Linked DNA regions of Sus scrofa: region 1 is linked to region 2. The links are chromatin contacts, called in public HiChIP or PLAC-seq maps. All regions are on one chromosome and are shown on one strand. Each heading gives the region's core, a stretch centred on a gene start, on an enhancer-like site or on the middle of the called end of the contact. The rest is flanking DNA. Distances are from core to core; before and after follow the strand shown. Region 1 holds the start of GPBP1 (vasculin). Region 2 holds the start of MAP3K1 (mitogen-activated protein kinase kinase kinase 1).

Evidence for each region. HiChIP or PLAC-seq counts read pairs in DNA pulled down with a chosen protein or histone mark.
Region 1: an H3K27ac HiChIP or PLAC-seq map of alveolar macrophages shows a contact between it and region 2. The contact joins the promoter of GPBP1 here to the promoter of MAP3K1 in region 2. A contact is called at or near these places in 1 of 5 promoter capture datasets (liver), 3 of 47 Hi-C or Micro-C datasets (heart right ventricle, liver and skeletal muscle) and 1 of 2 datasets of contacts at active chromatin or transcription factors (alveolar macrophages).

What each region holds. Positions count from the first base shown.
Region 1 is chr16:36,215,741-36,218,748 of Sscrofa11.1, forward strand. GPBP1 (vasculin) reads left to right here and starts at 1,495. Exons shown (of 13, transcript XM_005672465.3): 1 at 1,495-1,894.
Region 2 is chr16:35,870,780-35,873,613 of Sscrofa11.1, forward strand. It overlaps MAP3K1 (mitogen-activated protein kinase kinase kinase 1), which reads left to right and starts at 1,522. Exons shown (of 20, transcript XM_003133973.5): 1 at 1,522-2,032. The coding sequence starts at 1,551.

The sequences.
Region 1 (3,008 bases), core at 245-2,744, 340 kb after region 2:
AACTTTTCTGTCATATATGTTACAATTGCTTCCCTATATCACTATTTGATTTTCAACTTTGTCTTTTGCCATAAGGAAGGCAAAAATTTGTTTTCAAGTGATCAGTATTTTCTTTAGTTTTTTGAATTGACATCATGCTTAGAAACAGGAGCAGAAGCAGGTCTTGTCCCAATACATGTCACTTCAACGGAAGCAATGTGGAACGGTGGAAAGAACGTAAATTAAGACCCAAACGGACTGAAGTTCAAGTCTGGCACAGCCTAGTTGTGGCTCCCACTTCTATGTTGTGTAACCTGAACCAGATTCCTCATCTGCAAAATGGGGAAAATAACACTCACTTCAGAGACTGATATAAGAAAGTGCTTGGCACAGACAAGGCATCCAGCAAGTGTTCTCATTTCTTTGCACACAGCGAGATATTATTGATTGCCAAGGGTCCATGTCCTTCGCAAAGACGAAAAGATTGAGAAGTGTAATTTTTGGTGAGTTTGTATTCACACATTCTTTCAGGGAGCTTTTAGAGGCAGTCCATTGAACTACAAACCCCATAATGAATATAAAAGAATCATAAAGTTTCCGTGTATGAAGCCTTTGTGGTTTGGAAGAGGGCGAAGAGCCAAGCATTTTTTATTTTCTGGATTTTCCCTCAAGACACCCTCCCCCCACATACTCCTAAACTTCCTCTTGGAAGGCTAATTTCACAGGTTTCAAAATGAGCTTTCAGTTACAAGGCGAAAAGGTATCGCAATCATAAAACGTTGACGCCCACAAACTTCATAGCACAAAATCGTGTAAGCTGTATGGGACCGAGACCTTGCTAAAATAATTCTCCCCTATTGCAGATTTAATAGAAAAACATACGTTAGCATGATTACATCCCGTAGCCATTTTTAATCCTTTGAGAATCTGGGCTTAGCCCCAACGAGAGAGTCTCGTCACCGACCTCCCGCATATATATTATGTCCGACACACTCTCGTATTTGCATTCGATAGTGGATCGGCTGCTTGAGGGCGCCGGAACAGACCAGCGCCAACCCAGCCGGTGCCCGCCTGCGCAGGGCTGTGTACAAGCGAGCATGTGATCTCCCCATCCGCCAGGCCCCAGCTCGGTACCCGACGCGTCTCGCTCAGCCGCTCCTCCGAGCGTGGAGCCCGGAAGAACGCCGCGGCGCGCTCTACTCGAGCCCGTGCAGCCGCCTCCCGAAGCAGCCTTTCCCTTTCGCCTTCCCGGCGGCCCAAGGTCTTAAGCTCCCGGGACGCCCAGGACCGGGGGAAGGGCGGAAGGAGGGGCTCCTTTGGGAGCAACGGGGAATTCCCCCTTCCACCGAACGTTCCCGATTGTTCATAGTCTTCACGTCAGCAGCAGGGGGTAATCCCCGACTCCAGCTGCTCCTGACGTCACCGTGCGGAGCCACCGCCCCCCGCGCGCCCCTGCCTCCGGGACCTCCGTGAAGCCCCGCCCCTAGCCATAACCACGCCCTCTGCACCCTCCCTCAGCCGCTCGACGTAGAGGGCGGAGCTTCTTTGGCCGGGGCGTGAGCGGTTGCTTGGGCCAGAAGGTTCTCTGGTAGAGGCGCTCCTCCTGCTGCCCCGCCCAGTAGGTTCGTTAGCACCGCTTCTTCCATACCCTATTTCCCTCCTCCTTCTCCTCGCCCCGCCTTTCCCCTCCCTTCTCCTCAGCCCCTCCGGTTCCTTCCCCGCCTCGCCACCTTCCACGATCTCGCGAGACTTGGCCCAGAACATTGCGGATCGGGTCGGCGCCATTTTGGGACTGAGACTGGTTGTGGGGGAGGGAAAAGCGGCAAAAGGGGATTATTCAAAGTACCGAAAACCTCCTCCCGGGATCGAGCGCAGCGGCACCCCCAGGCCAGGGGCACCTCTGGTGTGGCAGAAGGTAACACCGTCTTCTGTGGTCCGCGCCGGGGTCTGGGGAGGAGGGGGTGTCTGTGTCGGCGTTGAGGTTTGAGGGGTCGGGAGCGGCGTTGGCGGCGCGAGGTGTGAGGCTGCCCACGGGCGGGGGCGGGGGGTGGCGGGAGAGCAAGGAGAGAGAGGGAAGGACGGTGCTGGGAGGCCCCTCTAGGTATTGACTCGGCCCGGGTGGAGCGGAGGTGGCGGTTGTGGGGAGGGGGTGGGTGGCTTAGCCTTGGCTGCTCAAGGGGGGGGGGTGTTGTTTGGCGGAGGCTGGGAACCGGTCCGACGCCTTCCTCGCTCGGTCTTCCTCCGGCCTCTCGCATGCGCCCGCCTGCTTTTGCACCGCTGCCGCTCTCGGAGGGCTGAGGGAGTCGAGGCCGAGTTGTGGCCTTCGGTGTTTTCTCGGCGCGCCCGCTCTGCCCGCCTCTCCGGGTCCGTGGCACTAGCTGTGGACCGAGTCGAGCGCTCCCTTGCCCCTCGGAGTCCTGTGGGGTCTGAGGGGACCTAGTCTGTTCGTGGGGAGAACCTCTCAATGTGGCTTACGAGAAGGGCTCGGTACCTTCACCTCTTCAGTGTTGGGAGAAACCTGTTTTCTTAATTCAAGGGAATGGGAACCCTCAGATCTCGCTGCTGCCCTTAGAAGCCTGGGTAAGTCTCTCCCCCGGGCGAATTTAAGGAATGTTCTTTCCCCACTTCTCAGCCACTTACCTTTCTACTTAGAGTGGGGAAAATGTGCCTCCTCTTTTAGACATTCTGATTTGGAGGGAGCGTCTTTCTCTTTATATCCCTCATTTGCTAAGTTGCATTTCTTAATGCTCGGTAGCTTTGCACCTTTCTATTCGTTTTCCTTTGGTAGATTTAATAGAAATACAGAGAGTCTTTTATAAGATTGTGTGCCCGTTTCAGTTTATAATATTTACTCAAGTATAAGAAGATTCGCTTATATAATCTCCCTATATTGTATCCGCATTCCCTTCCGGGTTGAAATCAGCTCTTACCCTCCATAATATCGTTTCCCACCTCCCCGCCCCCCCATATTCTGAAGTCCTTTTCGTACAGTAGACTTTTTGGGTGCTTGCTTGGTGTACAAGTGCATT
Region 2 (2,834 bases), core at 272-2,771:
CCATTGGATGTAACTATCTCAAACTATCTTATGGCAGTCATTGTAGCAGTATTCAAAACACTGAGCTAATATGAAATCTGAACCCATTTAAAAAAATCCCTCGAATATCACCATCCTCCTCAGTTAACACTTACACCCAGGAAGGGGGCTCTTACTTTATCTATTTCCAAGAAGTCAAAGCAATGATTTTGTAGACAGTTTAGACTTCTGCCTAAATACATAAATACAGACAAGACAGCGCTCTCCTTTCGGTTCCTGAAGAACGTCCCTCTCTTTCCCCGCCTCCCTTAATTCCACCTTCACAAAATAAATCTAGGGACTCGGGTCCCCGGGTTGTGGCACTTTTCCCATCATAGACAAACCTGCTGGAGGAAAAAACGCGACGCAGAAGCCCGAAGCTCGAAAATCATTAACATGTAAATGGTGCCTTTTCCATTCCAAAGCACCTTATCTCCAGACGCCCCGGGGGACTGGAAGGGTTCGGAACGCCAAGTTAGGCAGCTCCGGCACTGCAGGGGTGGGGGCGGAGGGAACCCGGACGGTGGCCAGACCCTGCCGGGAAGAGAGACGTGCAGCTAGAGGCATAGGATTCGGGGAGGGCCAGAACCTGGCGGAGGACAATTATCGAGCACTTCCTGGTTCCTTCCCCAAACGTGTTTTAAGTGGTCCAATGTATATGTATCGCTGCCTTTCCCAAAGACAGTCGAGGAAAATCAAGATCTATAGAGATTCCCCTTGCTCCCTCTCGCCGCTCTCTGCCTCTCTCTAGCCCCGGGCAGGGGTAGGGCATAAGAAGGGTTTACTAAATCGGTGATTTCAGGTTATGAACAAGCTATTCCAGGAAACTTTTGTTTTATTCTTAGCACGAGTTGGGGGGAGGGAGGCAAAACATGAGGAAAGCTTAAAAAAAAAAAAAAGATTTTTCTGGTCCGCGGCACCACGTCTACTGAACGTTGGCTTTCTTTCACTTTGCAGTGGCCGACTGCCCTGGGTGCCACCTGCGCGAAGGGGGGCGGGGGTGGGGTTGGTACGCGCCGGAGTTCTCCAACTCCCACTGTAACGGACAGTGCGAATGACAGATTGCAAAGCCTCCTGCATGCTTCCCCTGCAACGCACCACACAACGAAGTTCGAACTGCAACATTCGATGGGCGAGCACGGGCCGAGACTGCTGCAGAGAGGAAACGGCGTTCCGCCGCCGAGGCTCCTCCTCTCTCCGGTGCAGCCCGGGACTACCTGGAGGCGCAGCGGGTGAGGCGCGCAAACCACAGCGCGCCCCCGACGCAGCCACCTCCAAGCCCACCTCGCTAGCCCGCGCGCGGAGCGCACAGTCAGCGCCCTCCACCTGCACCCCGTCGTCCCACCCGCCGCGCCAAACCCCGCGCGCCCGCCTGTGGGTGCAGGCCAGGCGCCCGAAGGGCCGTGCTCACGCAGTTGGCGCAGGCTGCCCTACGCTGGAGGCGCAGCGCCAACCGGTCCGCCCGCCCCCTGCACTCTCCCCGCCCCCTCCCTCCCTCGCAGGGGCCGAGCGAATGTAGCCCGCGAGAGAAAATGGCGGCGGCGGCGGGGAATCGCGCCTCGTCCTCGGGATTCCCGGGCGCCGGGGCGGCGAGCCCCGAAGCGGGCGGCGGCGGAGGGGCCCTCAAGGCCGGCAGCGCGCCCGCGGCAGCCGCGGGGCTGCTGCGGGAGGCGGGCAGCGGGGGCCGCGAGCGGGCAGACTGGAGGCGGCGGCAACTGCGCAAAGTGCGGAGTGTGGAGCTGGACCAGCTGCCGGAGCCGCCGCTTTTCCTCGCCGCCTCTCCGCCGTCCTCCTCCACTTCCCCGTCGCCAGAGCCGGCGGACGCTCCTGCGAGTGGGAGTAGTTTCCAGCCTGTGGCGGTACCACCGCCCCACGGAGCCGGGAGCCGAGGCGGCGCCCATCCTGCAGAGCCGGCGGCCGCCCCAGACAGCGGCGCCCCGAGCACCGCGGGGGCCGAGCCCGGGGAGAAGCGGATGCCCGCCGCAGAGCCACCTTCTACTGCGGCCCCTGTCGGGTGAGCTGCGGGGCCGGGAGCGTGGCGGGGACTAGGGAGGCGGTCGGTCGAGGGCAATGAATGAACCCTGGGCACCGCGAACGGCGCCGCGGGGCTCCGAGCAGCTCGGCTGCGCGCCGCTCGCCGGGACCCGAGCCCTCGGGCACCCACTTTGACCCCTACAGCATCGGGTGGCGTCTCAGACCTGGCCTGGGGGACCGGTTGGGGGCCCGGGGCGGGGACCTGCCGGAGAGTTTGTTATTGTTTGCAGACATGTGACAGTCGTGCGAGCCCTGCTGCGGGGACCGCTTGAGATAAGGTGCGGGGGGCCCAGGATGGCTTTGTGGGGCTCCCGGAATAGGGACTCTCAGAGGAGCCCCGGCGCGGGACCCTGGCGCTGTCCTCCCGGCGGGCAGCAGTACGGCGGCGGCGACCCGGGACCGGAGTCCACGGGGCGGGGGGAGCGCTGCGGGTGAGGCCCGAGCCCAAGGGCGGGTGGTGGTCAAAAAAGGGGCGGCGTAGATGGGGAGCCTTGCCTGAGGCCGGGAAGGGGGGGCAGAGGGCGGCGGAGAAAGCGGCGGGCGTCACCGCAGCCGTGACAGGCGGAGCCCCTGCTCAGGTACCGGGACCGGGCGGGGACGAAGGCGGCGCGCCCGGAGCGCGGCCGCAGAGACTCCGTGGTGGACGGCTCTGTAACGCCTGTCAAAGCGGTGCAGACCTACCGGCTGCAAACTCGCGGGGGCTTGCGGTCTTTTAGGACGTGAAGTTTTCAAATTTAGTCCCCCAAGGGGCTCCTTAGTGTCTTTGGGAATGCGGACTGCAC